Regions from separate parts of the Hordeum vulgare genome. Here region 1 is linked to region 2. A link is a contact called in public Hi-C data. All regions are on one chromosome and are shown on one strand. Each heading gives the region's core, a stretch centred on a gene start, on an enhancer-like site or on the middle of the called end of the contact. The rest is flanking DNA. Distances are from core to core; before and after follow the strand shown.

What was found. Hi-C and Micro-C count contacts between places; a contact is called where the count stands out from the background.
Region 1: a Hi-C map of seedling shows a contact between it and region 2, with 1.8 times the contacts expected there. The contact joins the promoter of LOC123398381 here to the promoter of LOC123398209 in region 2. A contact is called at or near these places in 1 of 6 Hi-C or Micro-C datasets (seedling) and 1 of 1 datasets of contacts at active chromatin or transcription factors (embryo).

What each region holds. Positions count from the first base shown.
Region 1 is chr1H:26,647,790-26,653,257 of MorexV3_pseudomolecules_assembly, reverse strand. LOC123398381 (protein SENSITIVITY TO RED LIGHT REDUCED 1) reads left to right here and starts at 3,620. Exons shown (of 1, transcript XM_045092888.1): 1 at 3,620-4,811. The coding sequence starts at 3,636. The coding sequence ends at 4,514.
Region 2 is chr1H:26,477,511-26,483,311 of MorexV3_pseudomolecules_assembly, reverse strand. LOC123398209 (F-box/LRR-repeat protein 14-like) reads left to right here and starts at 3,637. Exons shown (of 2, transcript XM_045092738.1): 1 at 3,637-3,730; 2 at 5,069-5,801. The coding sequence starts at 5,087.

The DNA of each region.
Region 1 (5,468 bases), core at 2,371-4,870, 170 kb before region 2:
GTGGTTCAAATTTTATTCATGGTGCTTTCCGTAAAACGCTTACAAAGTATGATGTGAACCATAGAATTGCATCGCCCTATCATCCTCAGTCTAGTGGTCAAGTAGAGCTAAGTAATAGAGAGATTAAACTAATTTTGCAAAAGATTGTTAATAGGTCTAGGAAGAATTGGTCTAAGAAGCTTGATGATGCACTGTGGGCTTATAGAACTGCTTATAAGAATCCCATGGGCATGTCTCCATACAAAATGGTTTACGGTAAAGCATGTCATTTACCTCTTGAGCTAGAGCATAAGGCTTATTGGGCAATCAAAGAGCTCAACTTTGATTTCAAACTTGCTGGTGAGAAGAGGTTATTTGACATTAGCTCACTCGATGAATGGAGAACTCAGGCATATGAAAATGACAAGTTGTTCAAAGAAAAAGTTAAGAGGTGGCATGATAAAAGGATACAGAAACGTGAGTTCAATGTAGGTGATTATGTCTTGCTATACAATTCTCGTTCAAGATTTTTGCAGGCAAGCTTCTCTCTAAATGCGAAGGTCCTTACATTGTTGAGGAAGTATATCGTTCCGGTGCCATAAAGATCAACAACACGGAAGGTAATTTTCCGAGAGTTGTAAATGGGCAAAGAGTCAAGCATTATATCTCATGTACTCCCGTAAATGTTGAAAGCAATATTATTAATACCATAACTCCGGAGGAGTACATAAGGGATATTTATCAGCCTGTTTTAGACTCCGAAAATGAAGAGGTATGTTATTCGGTAAGTAAACCGACTCCAAAACTTTTCCAGTAGCATTTTTTCTCCGTTTTGGAATTTTTAGAAAAATAGAAAAAATTAAAGTAGTCCGGAAAGCGCACGAGGAGGCGACAAGCCTGCCAGGCCCGACCTACCCCCCTGGTCGGGCCTGGGTGGCTTGTGGGCACCTCGTATGCCTCCCGGACTCCGTTTTCTTGCAGAGTACTCCTTTTGCTCGGGAAAAAATCATTATATTTTCTCCCGGAAAGTCTGATCCTTGTATCACGCAAATCTCCTCTATTTTCGTTTCGAGCTACTGTGCACACAGATCTAGATTGCTATGACGTCCCCAAAAGTTCCGAAGGACAAGTTCTTCGAGAAGGTCATCAATCCCTACCTCGCGGGAGTGCCGCAACACCCTCAATCTATCGAGATGCATGAGGGGGTGATGCACATCCATGATGTTGAGGGGCCCAAGAAGACCGGAAGCATGGAGGCGAGGCTCGAAGCAATGGAGCAGCAAGTCTTCAAGTGCCAAGGGATGGTGGAACGCGGACTCAAAGCCAACCACATGATGATCACGGAGTTCACCAACAAGCACAAGATCGATGCCAATGTCATCGGGAAGCACCTCTCCAGGCTCTATGACAGAATTGATCACCTCCAAGCCCATATCTATGACCCGCAGAACCAAAATTGTGAGTATGAGTATAGATTTAAATCAATACGGTTGGCTGCAGATTTGAGGATTCCGGAGACTCGATCATCTTTCCATGATGGAGCACCTATGCCTTGGAAGACAGAGAATCAACCCCATATTGCAACAACTCCACCACCATCACCTTTGAAGGAAGACAATTAAGCACGGGTATGGGCACTCCCCTTGGCTTGTGCCAAGCTTGGGGGATTTGCCCCGGTATCGTATCACCATCACATCTTTTGCTTTTACCTTTTTCTTAGTTCGATCCTTTTTGATTTTATTTTTTTCTGGTAGAATAAAGCTCTTAGTATGTTCTAGGCTTGAGTTTTGCTTTGTGTCACCCCCAATGTAATCGAGTTCATGAATCATATAATAAAGAGTATTTTAGTTAAGGGCCTTGCCTCATGCCATGATCTAAAGAAAAGAATAATAATGAACAATAGCATGAAAGATCATGTAATGATCTTATGGGAAGTGATGACTTCACATATAAGAAGAATGTTGATTGAAACTTGTTGCTGGTGGACAAACGTAGACATTGGTCATTGTTGCAATTAACAGGAAGTAATAAAGAAAGAGAGGTTCCCATATAATTATATCATCTTGGGCACCATCTATGATTGTGAACACTCATTAAACTATTACATGCTTAGAAGTAGATGTTGGACAAGGAAGATGAATTATGTTTGCTTGGTTCCGAAAAATGTTATATGACTAGAGATCCCTTAGCATGTGACGCTTGCTTTCACCTCTTATCAGCCAAAACTTCCGCACTAAGTAGAGATACTACTTGTGCATCCATAAACCTTCAACCCAGTTTTGCCATGAGAGTCCACCATACCTACCTATGGATTGAATAAGATCCCTCAAGTAAGTTGTCATCGGTGCAAGCAACAAAAATTGCTCCCTAAATATGTATGACCTATTAGTGTGTGGAAAATAAGCTTTGTACGAATCTGTGATGAGGAAGACATAAAAGCGACATACTACATAATAAAGTTCTTTATCACAGGAGGCAATATAAAGTGACGTTTCTCCACACTAAGAGAGAACACATCCAAACCTCAGAAGCGCATGACAACATCTGCTTCCCTCTGCGAAGGGCCTATCTTGTACCTTTACCTTTTATCATAAAAAGAGTCGTGGTGATCGACACCAATTCCTTATTTCGCCATTATCTTGGCTAACGTCATGTGCTAGAGAAAGATCTATACTCATATGTCAACTTGGAAGTAAGTACTCATGAATTATTATTGTTGACATTACCCTTGAAATAAGTAGTTGGGAGGGGAAACTATAAGCCCCTATCTTTCTCTATGTCCAACTGAAATTTTGATCTAATGAGTACCACGTGAGTTTTAGCATTTGTAGAACACTAAAAGATGATTGAGTATGTGGATTTGCTTTACAAGCTCTCATTTGACTCTTCTCGATGTTATGATAAATTGCAATTGCTTCAATTACTAAAGACTGTTGGTTGCTAATTCTCAATAAGGTTCTTGATCCATACTTTACATTGTGAAGGAATTGTCACTTTAGCATAAGACATTATATGACGATAAGGCTTAGGGTTGAAAACGATCGGGATTACAAAGGACATAGTATAAACTTTAGAGGTTCCGGAACAAAATTACAATCGAGAAAAGGTTTTCCATTCCACCCAGTTGATGTTATTTTTAAATGTCATCTGTTTCTACAGATGTGGACACCGTTGGGGAAGCATCGAGATGCTGAGCACATGGGAGCTACCATGGAAAGGATCCGCAACATCCTTTCGCTTGCTCGACATTCTTCATAGCTGATCTTCACCTTTGGAGTTCTAGTATGGCGTCGGGAGGAAGGATCTGGTGCTCTAGTGCATTTATTTTATGTTTCCTTGTCTCTTTATTTTGGCTTAGCTCAGTGACCTTTACTGTCGTTATGAGTGATCTTGAACTTTGTGTTTTATAATACTTAATAACTTTAAAGTTGGACGTTCCAAGCGTCTTCGTTTCAAAAACTTTAGGGATAGAAAGGGAAAGGTTCATTTAGGACGAAGACTACAACCTCGAAGTTTAAATCAGACTTTCCTCGCACACTAATCGGCCCGTCTCGAGTATCTGGACCGTCCAGTCTCGCCATCAGACGGCCTCCATCCACCACCTTCTTCTCGACCCCCAACCCCCAACCCAGTCCAGTCCGCCCAACCCCCAACCCATGGCCGCCGCCGCCGCGGTCGCGGTCGCAGCTGCTGCCGACTGGACCGTCGTCCGACGGCGCGGCCGCCGCAGGGGAAACGCCACGGTCACCACCTCCCACCTCGACGCCCCGCCGCCGCTCCCGTTGACCCCGATCCCGTGGTCGCCCTCCGACCCATCCCTCGACCCGACCCGCGTCTCCCGCCTCCTCGACCGCGCCCGCGCCGCGATCTCCCGGATCGAGGCCTCCCGCCTCTACCGCCGCCTCCTCCTCCCCGACTCCCCGCTCCGTCGCCGTCTCGCCTCGCTCGCCCCCTCCCGCCTCTCCCTCCTCGGCGTCGGCAGCTTCGAGTCCTCCCCGGCCGCGCGCCTCCAGCTCGCGCTCGCCGCCCTCCTCCGCCGGGACCTCCTCGCGAGCGCCTCCGCCACGGCCGACCTCTTCGACCCCGTCCTCTCCGCCGTCGAGTGCGCCGTCGCCGTCGCCCTCGGCTTCGCCGTCCCGAGCCTCGACGACGGGTGCGGCCGCCGCGTGGAGGAGCCCACCCTCTTCTACATGCCCCACTGCGAGGCGTCGCTCTACGACGCGCTCCTCGGAGCCAACTGGGAGCCCCGCGCTCAGCTCCGCCGCGTCTGCGTGCTCGGCAACAGCTTCCGGCGGTACGCTCTGCAGGCGGAAGAGAACCGCTCGGGGCCCGCCGCCAAGGCCAATCTTGTTCTCAAGGCAGCGCGGTTCGCGTGGGAGCAGCGGATCGACGACGCCGGGGATGTGGACGATGAGGACTGGTTCGCCCGTGCGTTCAACGAGACGAGCTGGCATTTCTTCGAGGTGGACGAAGACGTCGGCCAGAGGACGGAGATAAGTTCCCAAGCTTTGTCCTTCGAGAAATTATCACTGTAACCCAGTGTATTACGTACTTGATTCGAGATGCATTTGGAGATTCTGGGTTGGCATCTTCACAAAATTTATCACTGCAATTCTGTGATTGTATACTAGTATTTGATTGGAGATGAATTCACAGATTCATAGTTAGCATCTGAGCATAATTTGTCACTGTAATTCTATTATTGTATTGCTTGATTGGAGATTATATTCAAAGATTCAGAGTTAGCATCTGAGCATAATTTATCACTGTAACTCTATGACTGTATTGCCTGATTGGAGATTATATTCAAAGATTCAGAGTTGGCATCTTAATGAAATTTATCACTGTAATTCTATGATTATATACTACTACGTCTCTACCAAAATACTCCAAGATTCAGACAATTCTATGAGTATAAGACAAAGATGTCTTATATTTTGATACGGAGGGAGTACTTGATTGGAGACAAATTCAAAGATTCAGAGTTGTCACTTAACACTGTAAATCTATGATCGTATTACTTGATTAGAGATATGCATTCCAAGATTCAGAGTTGGCATCTTAACGAAATTTGGAGTTTACTTTATCTTGATTTGCATTAAACAAGAACGAAAGCGGCATACATTTGTCTTTCTGAATTTAGACATTGAGTCCCCACATTACTGGATGTGACCCATTTTCCAGTGTCCTGTGAGGTTTATCGGTTGATTTTCTGATACGGGAAATGGGTACTCTGCCCTAGAACATAACCTGTAAGGCTGCTTCTTCCGTTGGACATTTTTTATATGTTGTAGCTTGCAGAATGCAAGGAGAAATATAACACATGATCTAAGGTTAACACTGAGCAGCCTGCTGTCTTATAACATTGAGAAAGGTAAAAGCAGATTGCTTTGCCCCTCACATAACCAAAAGAAATCCCTAAGAACCCACAGGATCTATTCATCTTTCTATTTCCAGGAGCCATAGCACCATAATATTCTGAATTATCA
Region 2 (5,801 bases), core at 2,388-4,887:
CTGAAATGCTGGTATATTAAAACAGTGATTGGAACGAGGGAACACGATGTGCCCTTGAGATCTGGCGGTGGGTTGTTGAAATTTGGAGGTGGGCTTTAGGCCCATTAGAGAATTTCCGAAAAATCTCCAAGGGCCCATGTAGGTGGTGGCATGACAAGGTGGTGGGAGTTTAGTCCCACCCCGCTAGTGGAGGAGAGTTTGGACCCCTTTATAAGGGTCTCTCTTCCACACGCTATTGGAGAGTGAGAAGAGAAGGTGCCCTCGCGCACTCCTCCTCCGCCGCCCGCCTCGCCACGCCTCGCCACGACGCGCCGCATGAATGAGCCGAGCCGAGCTCATACCTACGCGCTTATTTTTGCCGGTCAGGAACGGAGAATACGTAACGGACAAGGCACGATCCGAGACGTCGGATCGTGGCTGTTACCGACTCGGACGTGGGTTCGGCCCACGTCTCTCCACCCAGCCGCCTTTATAAGCACGCGATCGCCTACCCTAGCCGTCACGAGAATCAGATCACATCTGCCTCACGCGTTCGTTCCTTGACTGCTGCTGCCGCCGGCGACTCCGTCCCGTTTACCGCGTACACGGTCAACGGGAGAGCAGGCCTCCGAAACCTCGCCTCTCCGGTTCCTGTACGGGAGAGGGGCGATTAGGTTTTTGGAGAGCGATCACGCGACTGCTCGCCTCCGTCCGTCTGCTTCGTCTACGTCCGCGTCGCCCTCGTCATCGCCATGTCTTCACCAAGTGAAGTTGACCGTCTCCGCGAGGAAGCCGAGAAGAAGACGGCAGAGGATACTGCCGCCGCCGCCGCTGCTGCCACGGCCAACTGGCCGATTGGAGGGTATGACTCGTTTATCCTAGCAGTACTACTTGCCTGCATAGATGTATCTACTATATGCGTAGTATGTGCTAGGTTAGCTCAGCATCAGTATATCATTACTCTAGTCAATGCCATGCTAGTTATTATCTCGTGGATTAATATACTCGAAAAATTGCCTATTTACTCAACACACACCAATAAAAAAGAACTACCAAGCATACAAACAATATGACGAAAATGGGACCACACTCCCAACTGGTTATCACTAGATTACAATCAAATATAGTCATTGGATTACACAAAAAATAAGCTGACCCTGGTGAAAATAAATTACAGAAATAAACTGGAAAAAAGAACTAACAAAATATTATCACTTTACCAGGCAACTATCTATGAAACACCCTGCAAAAATACCAACAAACTAAGATTGCCATCAATCATGACAACAACATAAACCTATGAAAACAACTAAAATGATCTAAAAGCAATAAGGAGTTGCATGGCAAATGCCTATAAAATATCCAGTGTAAAAATCACTCATAACATAAAGTAAAATACAGTACAAAGACACTAAGATATACACAATAAAAAACACTGAGAAATTATGGTATGAATACACTATAAAATCCACAAAGATATATTGCAAAAATACACTAAGAATTACACTCGCAAAATACACTGCAAATCCAAGTAAAATTACAGTACAAATCCACTAAGAATAACATTGTAATTCACTAAGGCTTACAGTGTAAAAAATCACTAAAATACACTGTAAGTCCAAATAAGAATTACAGTGCAAATCCACTAAAAAATATAACTCCGAAAATAAATCTGTCATGATTGTACGTGCATAGACTGAATCGATTTCCGTGAAAATATATACCAAAATGACTTGGCATGAAGACTAACTGAATGAAATTCCACGCAGGAGCATACACATTTACAAGACTACTTCGATCTAAGTAAGACTAAAACAATACTGGAAATATCAGTACAAATCATTGGAAAAAAGCTACACTCCAAATATCACTATAAAGTTACACTAAAAATACTGGAAAATTTGGAGTAAATCATTGTAAATTGCACACTACTGTAATTACGATAAAAAATACACTGGAATTATAGTGTAATAAACACTTTAGTTGTCAGTGTGTAGTAGCATGGCAGTGCTATGACTAGAAATAATACAGAATGAATAAATGGAATCACAACCCAATCCGAATCCCAATGTTCAAACAGTCTAAGGGATTGTCATGCTAGAACTGTTCAAATGCATTACAATAGCACAGAAAATTACAATGTAAACCCGCTGAGAATTGCAGTCTATCAGTGGTATTACAAATTAAACACCGATGAGGATATCAGTAGAACTGAATTTACACTATAAATCCAATTGGAATTAAGCTAAAAAGTGGAATGCCAGCGAAATCGCTAAAGAATCACTAAGATTTAATTTTCTTTTTAGACCAAATCGTCATCATTATATTTTTGTATGTGGGACATGACTCTGCTAATATACTATCCGTATTTATATTTTATCCATACTTATGATTGGATTTATTACCACACATCCACAAATACTAACATGTTCGTAAACCCAACCACAACATTAAGATAAACTTCTCCCCTTCACCCCATATATATCAATCCCTATACTCAATCTCGATAATATATGTTGCTTCGACCGGCCTATGCATAGACCTCTTCAACATACAAACTATCCTAAAGTGTGATCCACGGGTGTACTCATATGATGACCTCGTATAAGAAAATGGAAGGAGTAGATACATTTGAGACTATCACTATGTATCATCGTGCTACTTGCCTTCAAGGAAAATATGGTCAATTAGAGAAAAATGTGACAATGCATTTTCCCCCTAATATTGTCAACATTTACTAGTGGTGTGGGTGAAAATTGTCATGTCAGTAGTATATTATTTACTAACGGCGAGTATGGTTGTGCAACACCACTAATTCAGAACGTTTCATCGATGTTTAGTTCAATTTGTTAGTTACTAGTGACGTTTGGGCGCGATGCCGCTAACATTATTCTACTAGCAGCGTCGTCAGCCGATGCCAGTGGCGACACGTTACCATTGGCGTCATACTAGCGGCGTCAGCTTGAGCGCCACTCACTGTGTTTTACGAACTATGCTAGTAATCATTTTTGCAATAGCAAAACCAAATAATCCTTGACTATTTATAACATATATTTTCCTACTCTATATGATATATGGGTCATTTCAGCAACGCACAGGTCTTGGCGCAATAGTGACTACCGTCTTATTTTTCCTTATTCTTTTATTACTTTTATTTCTATATTCCTATTTTTTTACTAATCTTAACTTTGGTTTTTAATCCTTATATTTTATGTTTAGCTTTCTTATTACTATTTACCTCTAAAAATAATAAGAATTTTTTAGAGATACATGATACATGAGCACTTATTTTTGAACACGTGCAAAAACATAAAAACCGCTTTAAGATTATACTACTATGAACGTTTCCTCCACATGTAAGAATCCTTCCGAAATAAGAGGTAACTCTTATTGATGCAGAGTAACATTTATGGAAACCTTTATTTCATTTTGATTCATGTGAACATTTCTCGTCACGCATACTTACAGGATTTGTTTTTTAAAATTGCTTTCTTACAGGTTAAAATTTTCTTCTTTTTTCTAGGGGATATTTAAAATTTGCTTTTTTTTTTAGACAAAGGCGTAAAATTTGCTAGACATTTCAATGGGTACATGGGCCCATTCTGGGTGTGGGAAGCCCATGTGAGACTATAGGTAGGGTAGGGTTTACACTCTCCTCTCCTCAGCTGCGGACATCTCCGAGGTCCAGCGGCGGCGGCGATACCCTCCTCTCCTCTCCTCTCCTCCGACGTCCAGCGGCCGGTCAAGGAGGGTACCGCCGTTTCTCGCCCCTGTTCGTCGTGTTGGTTCCCCTTCCTCTATTTTTGTCCTAGATCGTATCATCCTCATCCATCAAGCCATTCTCATCCATCAAGCCATTCTCCTAGGTCGTGCTAGTAGAAAGTAAGGATTTCGCCTAGGGTTGCAGCAAATAGCACGACTAGTATTTCTAGTTGAACAGATATTAGATGCGCCCTGCCATGTGATCTCAACTCATCGGCAAAATGGTTGATTTCCCTACTATCTTTCTTGCCCAACCAAGGCCTACGAGTACGCACTAACTAATTTTCCTATCAATTAGCTAGGTACCTCCAAACCAGTTGTTGGTTCAGATTCAGCGCGTTTCTTTGTATTCTCTTGGTCAGTTCATTGTTCAGACTCTGCTTGCTAGTATTTAATTTTGCGGCAGTTTGATTTCATGATGTGGCCTGTAGCGTCTTTTTTTTTTCTTTCTACCAATCTAGACACGGATAAGGTCCTAGCTATCTGCTTTAATAAGTCTCCCTGCGTGCCTGGTTGGACCTAAAGTTTGTTACTGTTGTCAAGCCATTCTCCAAGGGACTAGAAAGTAAGCTTTTTGCAGCTGAGTACTCTCTCCGCCCCGAATTACTTCTCGCAGAAATGGATGTTTCTAGAACTAAAATACATCTAGATACATCCATTTCCACGACAAGTAATTCCGGACGCAGGGGGTACTAGCCTAGGGTTGCAGCAAATACTAATATTTCTAGTGGAACATGGATTACATTGGCGTTGTCTATTAATAATAACTGCACCCTGTGAACTCATCGGCTGTGGCAAAATGATGTCCCTACTTTCATTCCTGCCCAAGCAAGGGCTGCAAGTACTAATTTCAATTTGTGTGCTCTGGTTTTCATGTTACTAATTAGGTGCCTCCAAATAAGTTGGTTCAGATTCAGCACGTGGGTCTTTGCGGAATTTCCTGTGTCTAATCTAGCTTGTTTCTTTGTATTCTCTCTTAGTTAGTTCATTATTCAAGCTCTCCTACTTGATGGTGGTAGCTAGTTTAATTTAATGACATGGCCCGCCTATAGCGCCGTTTTTTCTTTCTAACAATCTAGACACAGATAAGGTGCTAGCTACTTTATAAATCTCCATGCTTGTGAAGAACACACAAGTTTTGGACGGATACAGAAAATGCTCAAACTCCATCAATAGTTGGAATTCTTCGTAATAATGAGTGCCTGTCGCCGGTGTGATCTCCATCTATCTTCCCATGCATGCATTATTCTAATTTATCATAATTTTGAGTCCAGCTCTTTCGGTTGTTTTCTAAACCTTGATATACATTATCTGATGATTGGTACAGCTGAATTGAAGTTGCTCGATGGAGGACCTACCGGAGGCTCTGATGACAGAGATTCTCAAGAGGATCGCCGCGACAAGTGATCTGAACTCTCTTTCCCTCGTGTCGAAGCAGCTCTACCAGATAGAGGGGAATCAAAGGGGTGCTATCCGTGTTGGTTCCGGCCTTTGCACCGCTACAAAAGCACTGACATCATTGTGCGCCCGGTTCCCAAATCTGCGGAAAGTGGAAATCGACTACTCTGGTTGGATACCTGGACATGGAAAGCAGCTGGACAACAAAGGACTTTCTGTGCTTTCATCTCACTGTTCCTCGCTGATTGACCTCACCTTAAGCTTCTGCTCACGCATCGATGACTCTGGGCTTGCTTGTTTAGCTTATTGCAAGAAATTGGTGTCTCTCAGGCTGAACTCCACACCACAAATAACTTCAATTGGACTTTTCTCGGTTGCAGTTGGTTGCACAAGTCTATCTGCTCTCCACCTTATTGGTTGCGAGAACATCGACAGTGTAGAGTGGCTGGAATACCTTGGTAGGGATGGATCGCTGGAAGAGCTTGTAGTGAAGAATTGCAAAGGAATCAATCATCATAACGTCCTAAAGTTTGGTTCAGGATGGATGAAGCTCGAGAAGTTTGAATATGAGGGCAAAAGAGGAAGATATGATTGTCTTACAGCTGATGTGGTCTATGACTCCTCGTACGATGCTCACAACATGGATTTGTATGATTTCTGCT